Linked DNA regions of Mus musculus: region 1 is linked to region 2. Evidence: chromatin contacts called from public HiChIP or PLAC-seq data. All regions are on one chromosome and are shown on one strand. The core of a region is the stretch at or near the end of the contact, and the rest is flanking DNA. Distances in the headings are between cores, read along the strand shown. Region 1 overlaps Gm46174 (a long non-coding RNA gene). Region 2 holds the start of Desi2 (desumoylating isopeptidase 2).

The links. HiChIP or PLAC-seq counts read pairs in DNA pulled down with a chosen protein or histone mark.
Region 1: a contact with region 2 is called in a CTCF HiChIP or PLAC-seq map of the NIH/3T3 cell line, with 8 read pairs. The contact joins the enhancer-like site here to the promoter of Desi2 in region 2. A contact is called at or near these places in 3 of 39 promoter capture datasets (hippocampal neurons and liver), 1 of 15 datasets of contacts at CTCF or cohesin (the NIH/3T3 cell line), 1 of 484 Hi-C or Micro-C datasets (cerebral cortex), 11 of 115 datasets of contacts at active chromatin or transcription factors (CD8 T cells, the SCID.adh cell line, astrocytes and 6 more) and 3 of 9 other capture datasets (adipose tissue, liver and pancreatic islet).

What each region holds. Positions count from the first base shown.
Region 1 is chr1:178,290,410-178,295,365 of GRCm38.p6, forward strand. The region is part of intron 1 of Gm46174 (a long non-coding RNA gene); the gene reads right to left. Among named protein-coding and RNA genes, the nearest start is that of Gm46174, 7.5 kb to the right of the region's middle. Within about 2 kb of position 1,497, at least 10 of the 459 cell types and tissues checked have an H3K27ac peak or open chromatin away from gene starts, as enhancers often do. A contact at or near this core is called in the NIH/3T3 cell line and trophoblast stem cells, where this site is marked.
Region 2 is chr1:178,183,528-178,189,147 of GRCm38.p6, forward strand. It overlaps Desi2 (desumoylating isopeptidase 2), which reads left to right and starts at 3,890. Exons shown (of 5, transcript NM_024282.3): 1 at 3,890-4,430. The coding sequence starts at 4,389.

The DNA of each region.
Region 1 (4,956 bases), core at 247-2,746, 100 kb after region 2:
TTTTTGTTGTCTGTGGTAAGCATGAGCATCCTTTTTTTTTTTTTTTAAACATTCTTCCCTAAACAAATCATTATAATGATTTAGGTAGCAAGCACATTGTTGTTATCATAAGTAACCCAGAGGTGCTTTAAAAATTTAAAGTACGGGGCTGGTGAGATGGCTCAGCAGGTAAGAGCACCCGACTGCTCTTCCAAAGGTCCTGAGTTGAAATCCCAGCAACCACATGGTGGCTCACAAACATCCGTAATGAGAACTGACTCCCTCTTCTGGTGTGTCTGAAGACAGCTACAGTGTACTTACATATAATAAATAAATAAATCTTAAAAAAAAAAAGAATTGAAACATATCATTCGTTCCAATCTCAGACACATTCAATCTTACCAGTCCAATGTGACAGGGGGAGCTGGAGGTAGACACAGCTGGTAAGAGCGCTGCGGTTCTGGCAGAGGACCTGAGTCAGGTTCTTAGCACTCACAAGAGGGCTCGAAACTGCCTGCAACCCCAGCTACAGGGGATCTGACACCCTCTTCTGACCCCTGTGGGCACCTGCGCTCGCTCTCCCACTCAAAGGATGAGTTCTAGTCCATATTCAAAAAAAAAAAATTTTTTTTAAAGTACATGAGAAAGTTGAATAGGTTGTAGGCAAATAAGAAACCATTTTATATGTGACTTCAGAATCTGTGGATTCTGATTGATATGCATAGGGAACCAATCCCTCATGGATACTGAAGGACAGCTGTGTCTAGTGTCAATCACTGAGACAATGTGAGCTAACATGCACAATGGTGCTAAGTGCCAAGTATCCCTGTTACCAGAGGGATCTAGTGGGTTGTCAGAACAGCAGCGCTCAGCAGAAAATTGCCCTTCCTAGAACTCACAGTACCCGACAGACCTTCTAAATTACTGTATTTCTACCTAATGAATACCTCTATTTTTAGCTTTATATTCTTACAAAAGCATTTGCAAGGACAGAAAAACACATTGTCTTAAACTCTATTAAGTGTGACCTACCCACCCAGCATGACAGAGACAAAACAGTGTAATCTCTCAGCTTGCTCCTTTTTCAATATAGAATTTCTGGGAAGCAGTCAATCTAAATGGATTTATTCATTTATTTATTTAGTAGCCCAAAGCTGACCTAGAATTTAGACAATCCTTCTGCCTCTACCAGCTATGTGCTGGGATTACAGGAATGTGCCACCATGCCTGGCTTAGGAGGTGTTGGGTATTGGACCCAGGGCTACCTTCATGCCAGGCAAGCTCTCAGTGAGCTGAGCCACATCCCTGCTACAGGTGTTACCTTTTTATTGTAGACGTCTTAACACTTTGTAACTGGAACATTCCAGCATGTGAATTAAGTCATTAACACACATAGTCTTTTTTCAAGTTTGCAACAAAGTATCAAGTTAACAGCTTGGATTTCTACAGGGAAAGCATCTGCATTTGCATTCCTGTTTCCTGGTAAGTGATAGGTTCCATCCTCAAAGGAAATGAGTCACCTGTGAGTCTTCTTAAACTCAACCGCCCCAGGCTCCACTCTAGCCATAGCAGCACAGACATTTCATCTACAAGAGTCCGTCACTGAGAGGTCAAGACTTACAAAAATTAAAATCCTGCTTAGAAGGTTGGCTGAGAAGAAACAGGAATTGAGGGAGTCAGTAAGGTCACCTTAACACTGTAACAAAATACCCAAGGACAATCAACTTACAAAAGAGGAAAGGTTTATTTTGGCTCATAGTTTTGGAGATCCCAAATAAATAAATATTATATTAAAATTGGGGTTATTATAATATCCACAGTCAACTGTGATGGGAGCATAAAGAGCAATTTGGCTCCGTGGCCAGAAAGGAAAAAAACAAGATGCCAGGTTCCATAATTCCCTTTGAAGACATTCCCTCCAGAGACCTAAGACTTTCCACTAAGCCTCATCTCTCATCTTCTTGTGGAACCACCCTAGGAATCAGGACTAAAAAAAAAAAAAAAAAAAAAAAAAGATTTGTTTATTTTATTTATATGTGTACATTGTAACTCTCTTCAGACACACCAGAAGAGGGCATCAGATCCCATTACAGATGGTTGTGAGCCACCATGTGGTTGCTGGAAATTGAACTCAGGACCTTTGGAAGAGCAGTCAGTGCTCTTAACCACTGAGCCATCTCTCCAGCACAGGGATCAAGATTTTAACGCACAGATCTTCAGAAAACATTCAAAATACAAACTATAGGATTCAGGTGAGATGTTTGCCCTATAGGGGGACCAGAGAAATGAGTGTCTTCCACTGTGATGCACCCTTCTGGGGATCATGGCTACCTCCCCATACCCTGAGCTGTCAGTGGGCACTGGTCTAGGACAGTAACTTCACAGAACATTCCAAGGATTTTTTTTTCTGCAGAGGATATGATATAGGCCATTTTCAGGAAAGCATGAGAAAACACACCTCATGAGTCCCCAGTGGCCCACTTCTGATTCTGGGCCACTCAGGGAAGCTGCAGACAAGGTAAGAAGGCCACAGGCTACCCCCATCTTCTGACCATTTCATTGAGTATGCCACTGATCACGGGGGGGGGGGGAGGGGGGGGGACAGTCAGAGAAGCAGACCCAGCAGTAGGCTGAAGGAGCCATCTCCACCCCAGAGCACCAGACAAGTCCCCAGACCCACAGAAGCAGAAGCATGGGTAGTGTTTTCATGCCCTTATACACTGCGAGTCACAAGCTACTGTGAGCCAAGGGCAAGATTCCTCCCTTTTCTGGGCCTCAGTCTCTTCAGTTATAAAACCTGGATTATTATAATATCAACTTCAAATACACAAGATTAAATGGGAAGTATGAAAGACCTTCGACAGGGGCCATGAAAAGTGAGGTGCTATAGTGAAACTGACTGGCTGGTTTGATATCAACTTGACACAAGCTAGAGTCATCAGAAAGGAGGGAGCTCCATTAAGAAAATGTCTCCTTAAAATCCGGCTATAGGAAAACCTGTGGAACATTTTCATAATTAGTGACTGATGGGGGAGGGCCCAGCCTATTGTGGGTGGTGTCATCTCTGGGGTGGAAGCCCTGAGTTCTATAAGAAAGCAGACTGAGCAAGCCATGAGAAGCAAGCCAACAAACAGCACCCCTCCATGGTTACTATATCAGCTCCTGCCCTGACTGAGTTCCTGTCCTGACGTTACTCAATGATGAATAGTGCTGTGGAAGTGTAAGCCAGAGAAACCCCTTCTGCCCCAAGTTACTTTGTTCATGGTGCTTTATCACAGTGATAATAACCCTAAGACACTGTGTGACATTTTAATATCCAGCAGAGGGTCATCATGCAGAAATTATTTAGCAAGCATTTGAGAATCAGGAGGTTAAGTATGACCATTTCAGAAGGTGTTGTTCCCCTGGCTCCCTCTTGCTCCTGTGTGGAGGATGCTGGGGACATAGCTCAGTGATAAAGGCTTACTAGCATGTACCAGGGCCTAGGTTCCATCTTCAGCACTGCGAAACTTTAAATTTCTAATTACACGTATATGGTGGTGGTGGTAGGGGGTGAGGGTGGTATTGTAATTTGTAGGTGATTACAGTTGCCCATGGAGTCCAAAAGAAGATCCAGATTGGAGCTGGAGTTACAGGAGATTGTGAGTCGCTAACATCAATGTTGGGAACTGAATTCTAGTTCTCTGCAAGAACAGTATGTGCCCTTAACTACTGAGCCATCTCTCTAGCCCTAAATTTTTTTTAAGGTATTAACAAGAGCAAGTAAACCATCTTCAGCCTTCTATGGGTATCCCATGCTTTCCTTCCTCATTTTAAAGAAGTAACCCTATCATTGGGCTTTGGTTCCCTAGCAACCATGTTCCATTGAGTCCCCCATGTTTTGACAATTCTTTGATGTGTGAGTCATATTAACAGTGTATTGCAAAAACTTTCTGCAAAGAAATGCAGCTTTGGAACAGGTTGATGGTATCTTGGTGCCTTTAACTTTCTTTGGCAGTCTGGTGATGTCTATGCATCTATTTATTTTCAGACAGGGTTTCCAGATGTTGGCGGGCTCCAGGGTTCAAGTGATCCTCCTGCCTCGGCACCTGGAACTATAGTTATGCACCACCACACCAGCTATGACCTCTTCTAGGAACGACACTTGTATGGTTTTGGTTGTGAGCATCACCTATGAAGGGCTGATATATTATTTAGGACTCTATAAAAAGCTCAGTGGTAGGCTGTGTGAAATTCTAGCTCAGTCCCAGCACTGGAAAAACAAAACCAATCAAACACAAGAATCACAAAGGAAACAAATCATAGCAAATAAAATGAGTCTTTTGTCCTGTCTTATTATTTTTGAAGATTTATTATAAGTTATGTGTATATCTGTGTGGGTGGATCTATGGGACGCCTCGAGTGGGGAAATAAAGGGGTGGGGAACCCACGTCCCGCCAGAGCTCGGATAGACTACTTCGGGACCCCATGGAACCACCCAGGATGGGTGTGGGGCTTCACAGGCCAAACAACCCTGCTCTAGGGGGTAGGGAAGACACAGTGTTGGCTCTGACTCTTGGGCACCACAGACCGCTGGTTACCACAGGATAGCCGGTTTTGGGGTCCCTGGGCTTCACAGTGGCCCAGGACTAGTTCTCCCTCTCAGACATCCCAGACCTCTGTATGAAGAGCTGAGAACAGGCCCTCGGACAGAAGCTGGCCCAGGTACCGAAGGGGAAGGTAAGGGGAGAGCTCTAGAAGGTTACCACAGGATGATAGAGTCTGGCTAGCTCAGGCTGCTAGCTTGGGGGTGGCTTGGGTTGTCTGGCAGCCTTGGTTGGAGCGCAGGAAGGCCTCCCAGCAGGAGGTTAGAGGGAAGCCTGCTCCATTGCTCTAACATGGCCAATCTCAATAAGCAGAGATGGTCCGTGGTTTGAAAGTGTTTATTGTAGGCAGAGAAAGGGGCAGGGGGGAGGTGAGGGGGAGGGGAAGGGAAAG
Region 2 (5,620 bases), core at 2,640-5,139:
ACCCTGAACTTCTGGATACTCTTGCCTTTACTTCCTCCCCACACCGAGTGCTAGGCAGGGAGCTACCATACCCAGTTTTACACAATGCTGTGGATCAAACACACTTGCTTTATGTACATTAGACAAGCACTCTACCAACTGAACCACATTCTCAGATTCCTCTTTAGATTTGTATTACTCTACTCAATTTATTTTGAGATAGGATCTCACACTGTATTCCAGACTGGTCTGGAACTCACTACATAGCTCATGCAGGCCTTGAACTCCCTGGTAACTCCCTTGTCTCAGGCTCCCAACTGGTAGGATTACATGCCTAAGCCACAACATTCAGAAATTGATCTGTCTCTTGATAACCACCACAAATATTCTTTCATCCTATGCTTTACTATTGCTAGTCCATGTCAATTTGTGTGTTGCTCACTTATGGGTATCAATTACCATCTACTGCAGGAAGAAACTTCTGAGATTAGGGCTGAGTAAAGCACAGATCTATGGACATAACAGTTTATCCTCAGGGCTCATTTTATTACTTTGTTCCTTTGCAAAGTGATAGTAGTAGGGTTTTCCCCTAGGTCCATCCATGATCTATTGAGTTGCAGCTTCTTAGCCACTTTAACAGTTTGAGGTTTGAGTTCCAGTTCACAGAGCAATCCATAAACCCAGGTTAAATAGATAGAGAAAGAAAGAAAGAAAGAAAGAAAGAAAGAAAGAAAGAAAGAAAGAAAGAAGAAAACTGTGGTTGGTTGCCCCTGTAATTTTGTGCCACTGCTGCCTCATTACATCATGTGTCTTGTAGCCAAGCTGCTACTGTGGCAACCAGGATTGCACCTAGGTGAGACTGATGGTTACCTTTCTCCTCTGGTATCATGACCAGTACACCTCAGTACCATGAACATGAGTCAGTAGGGAGGAAGCTTCTAGTTGGCCAACAGATCCATTTTTTTTAAAGAATTATTTATTATATGTAAGTACACTGTAGCTGTCTTCAGACACTCCAGAAGAGGGAGTCAGATCTTGTTACAGATGGTTGTGAGCCACCATGAGGTTGCTGGGATTTGAACTCCGGACCTTCGGAAGAGCAGTCGGGTGCTCTTACCCACTGAGCCATCTCACCAGCCCCAGATCCATTTTTGACATTTGATGACATAAGTGGTGCTTTTGGCCATAAGGCCTTTCTGTAAGGCTATGGAAAATAGGGCTGGCGAGATGGCTCAGCGGATATGAGCACTGACCAAAGGTCCTGAGTTCAAATCCCAGTAACCACATTGCAACCACAAGGTGGCTCACAAACACCTGTAATGATATCTGATGCTCTCTTCTGGTGCATCTGAAGTCAGCTGCAGTGTACTTATGTATAGTAATAAATAAATCTTTGGGTAGAAGGAAGCAGAGCCTGAGCTAGCAGGGCTGACACAAGTGAGCAGAGGTCCTAAAACTCAATTCCCAACAACCACATGAAAGATCACAACCATCTGTACAGCTACAGTGTACTCACATACATAAAAAATAAATCTTTTAAAAAAAGTAACCAAGCCAGGTGGTGGTGGCATACGCCTTTAATCCCAGCACTTGGGAGGCAGAGGCAGGCAGATTTCTGAGTTCAAGGCCAGCCTGGTCTCCAAAGTGAGTTCCAGGACAGCCAGGGCTATACAGAGAAACCCTGTCTCAAAAAACAAAACAAAACAAAACAAAAATAGTAACCAATAGACTTGGCAATAGTGTAATGTTAGAGTAATGTTAAATAATGTTATGATGCTTTTACAATAGTACATTTCCATATGGTTTTTCCAAAGGCTATTCATGTTAGTTGTCCTCCCCATATTGCCTTCTTTAGCCTGACCTCCCACCTCCTCCCCCTTTTAATATTTCTTTCCAGCTGCATTTTTTCAATATTTCCTAGTGCTTCAACCCTTAATTTCACATAGCCTATAGTCATCTGCAAAAGAAGTTCCAATTAACGGATTACCTTTATCAAATTAGCCTGTGGGTATTGTCTTAACTAATTGATATAAGAGGGCCCAGTATACCCTGGGTGTTACATCCCCTGGAGAGGTTGTCTTGAGTTTCTTAAAAAAGCTAGCCAAGCATAAACCAGTGATTGAGCCAGCAGGCACTGCTCCTCCAAGGTGCTTGCTTTAAGTTCCTGCCCTGTCCTGACTTCCTTCTGTGATAGACTGTGACCCCTAAACCTGTTCTGCCCTAAGCTGCTTTCTGTCAGAGCAGGTGTTATCACAGCAACAGAAAGACTGCCCAACAAGTCTCTAGGCTTTAAGTTCTACTGAAATGTTTATTTTAGTCAGATTAATGGTTGTGACTCCATTTCATTTATGCAAATGCCTACTCAACATCTCATGAGACTCTAAAAGGCACTGAAAATATAACATGACCTAACAGTAATTTCATTTCCCTTTCTAACCTGCTTCTCCCTCAAATGTTTGATATATTATGAATAACATACTATCTACCCAAATTTGTCAAACATCCAGGACCTATTTTTGAGACTACCCCTAACTCCCCCAACAAATTTAATGTCCACACTTTTTAATATAAGGCTGGTCACTAGACTCCCAAGATGAGGAAGAAACCAAGCCACAAATCCAAAGTGCCTTTTAAATCTCTTGCATTATATCTGTTAATAACCCATTGACCAAATCAAGCCAAAGCTTGCTAAAGACAGTAGAGAGAGGCATCAAAGGTCATATATAATTTGAGAAGCCACTTTTACAATTTACCACGTTAATGGTCATGTTTCTATTTCCCTTGCCTCATTAAAATTTCACACAGAAACTCAAGCAATTTTTAATTTTTTAAAGTTATTTATTTATCTGAGTACATCATATCTGTCTTCAGACATATCAGAGGAGGGCATCTGATCCCAAATATAGATGGTTGTAAGCCACCATGTGTTTGCTGGAAATTGAACTCAGGACCTCTGGAAGAGCAGCCAGTACTCTTAAGCATTGAGCTTTCTCTCTAGCTCTCAAGCAATCTTTTAAGAGACTTATGTACATATTCATGTCGTTCCTTGGCTCAAACCCTACCAACTCTTCATTTAAAATCCAACCTCAGAGTTTGGAGAGATGGCTTGCCCACTAAAAGTACTTGTTGCTCTGCAGAGGATCTCAGTTTGGTTCCCAACACTCAGGTCAAGCAACTTACAGCAGCCTATAACTTCGGTTGCAGAGCATCCCTGCCCTCTGTCCTCTTTGGTCACCTGCACCCCTTGCTGTCTTTGTCTCTGTCTTCTGTCTTTCTCAGTCTCTTTCACTCTTTCACACACAGAGACACACAAACACACACACAATTGATAAATCTAAAATGTAAAATAGATATTCAATCTCAGCTAACTGAAAACTCAGGATGTCTTCTGACCAGTTAACTGCCTGTCCACAGATCACCTCTTTGCTCATTATATTCTAGCCACAGAGAACTTTTATTTTGTTCCTTAAGTACAAAAAACATGTCTTATGTCTATGTACTTTTGTCTCCTCTAATTGGAATTCTTGGCTCTCTTATATTTGACTAGCTTTCTGTCATTCACGAAATGTGAATTCCGTTTTGAGGGTTAAAGGAGACTTTCTTACATCCTACTTTTACAAGGGTAACCTTCCTCCCTTTATTGCCTCACTTCTATATTTTCAAAAATTAAAAAAAAAGCAGAAGGGCTTTGGAAAACTTAGTCATCACTTCTTCACATTGCGTTGGATTCACATCTCACGCTACAAACACCAGAAACAGCACTGAAAACTAAAAGGCAAATGGAGTCTCTGCTCGCCAAGGACGAACAGCGAAGGTTCCCCTGACAAACTCTTCGCAGGACTTTCTGGGAACTGTAGTCTCCCAGGGAGACGTGAGTGCCTACAATATCCTGGTGAATGCTGGGATATGTAGTCAGACTGCTTACACGCCCAATAGGAATCGCGGGTTCTCCCTCTGCTTTCTGGGAACGGTAGTCTTTCTGCGACCTCGAGCCACCAGGGTGAAGAGGCATCCGGCCTGTCGCCATTTTAGGTCTCCAGCTGCAGAGCCTGAGAGCCTCAACGCGCAGGCGGGCTCATCCCTGGATCCTGGCCGGCCCCGCCTCCAGGGTGCCTAAAGCCCGCCCCTCGCCCAGGCCCCGCCTTCCCCCACGTGTCTGCGGCCGAGGGGAGGCGCCTGAGCTGGAGCTGCCTCTCCACCTGTCTGGCCGGGTCCTCGTACAGGTTTCTGACAGCGTCTCCCGGGAGCGGTCCCGGCTGCCGGATGCTTCCGCCCCGGCTGCGGTGGGCCGGGCTGGACGCTTAGTGCCCGGCTCGAGCCCTGCCTGAGGCGCCCGCGGGGGTGGCAGCGGCCTCCGCCCCGCGGAGACCGAGCGGCTGGAGGACGAGGCGGCGGCCGTGGGGAGAAGGATGGGGGCTAACCAGTTAGTGGTGCTCAACGTCTACGACATGGTGAGTGCGTCCCCTGGCGGCCCGCGCTGGCCGGCCCTGTCAGGGGTCGGGACCCCGGCCCGGTGCTTCCTGCCTCGCGCCTCCGCCTCCAGCTTAGTTCTCAGGGGTGGGGGGAGGGGACAGTCGCGCTGTCTTCTAATCCCGAGACTGGCCCGCGCGCCTCCTGGAGGTGTCCCAGTCAGTCCGAAAGAGGGCTTGGGCTCGAGCCTCGTCCCAGCCCTCAGCTCCCCTGGCTGTGGGCCCGACCCCTGGGCGGATGAGCCGTGTCCTATCCGCGAAGCTTCGGTCGCAGGGCGACCTCCCTCCCAACTGCCACCTGGCCTCTAAGCTGCTCAGCTCCCCTCTGCCCTGCTCCTGCTGGCCCTTGTCTGTCTCCAAATGCTCGAGGCTTCCGACAACTCTCAAGCCCTTCAAGTCTAGAAAGTCACAGCTTCGATGCGGATGCTAGCGTCTCCCCAGAGGTGAACCGGAGCCAATACACCCTCACCTCCAAGGCATCCTCATAAAAATGAAAGAAGCGAAAATTTATGTAGAAAATAGCGCCATTGAATTATTTAGCGATCACAGAGGTGATCCTAGAATCCGAAGGCCACTTTCCAGGTGATGCAACAGGTGGATGACGTGACCGCTAGAGAGGGAAAGACAGCCTTGTTTATTATGTCATCTAACTTTGAAGAACTGAAAACATTCAGGCTAGGGTTCAAAGGCTGGATCCCCTCAGGTTCCAAGTGCAATAATACCCCTAGAAGAAGCACCTGGTAGAGAATGATCGCCGCAGGGAGGCTACGTTTGGGTGTGTTCACTCTCCTTTGGTTACTTAATTTTTGTTTTGTAAAGGATAGCCTTCCCCTGAAAAGCCTGAAATTTCTTGGCTATGCATTGACACATGAAATTTCTCCAGCATTATTTCTGTTGGCTTAAAAGTACTTAGAAGAAATTCAACAGTAAGAAGTCTTGGCTCTTAATTACAGCTCTAAGCTCTTTCTTCTTTGTATTGTTTATAAATTTTTAAATGAACAGGGAGCTATTGATAGAAAAGGATTCCTCATGCTATATCTAGAAGTTAACGTTGACAGGGCATGGTCTGCTGGTAACTAGAAGCGAGGTTTCTCTTCTAGTAGGTTCCAGTGTAAGTCTGGAGATGAGAGGTAGAGTAACAGACTAGGAAAAGTTAATCATGAAGGGAAAAG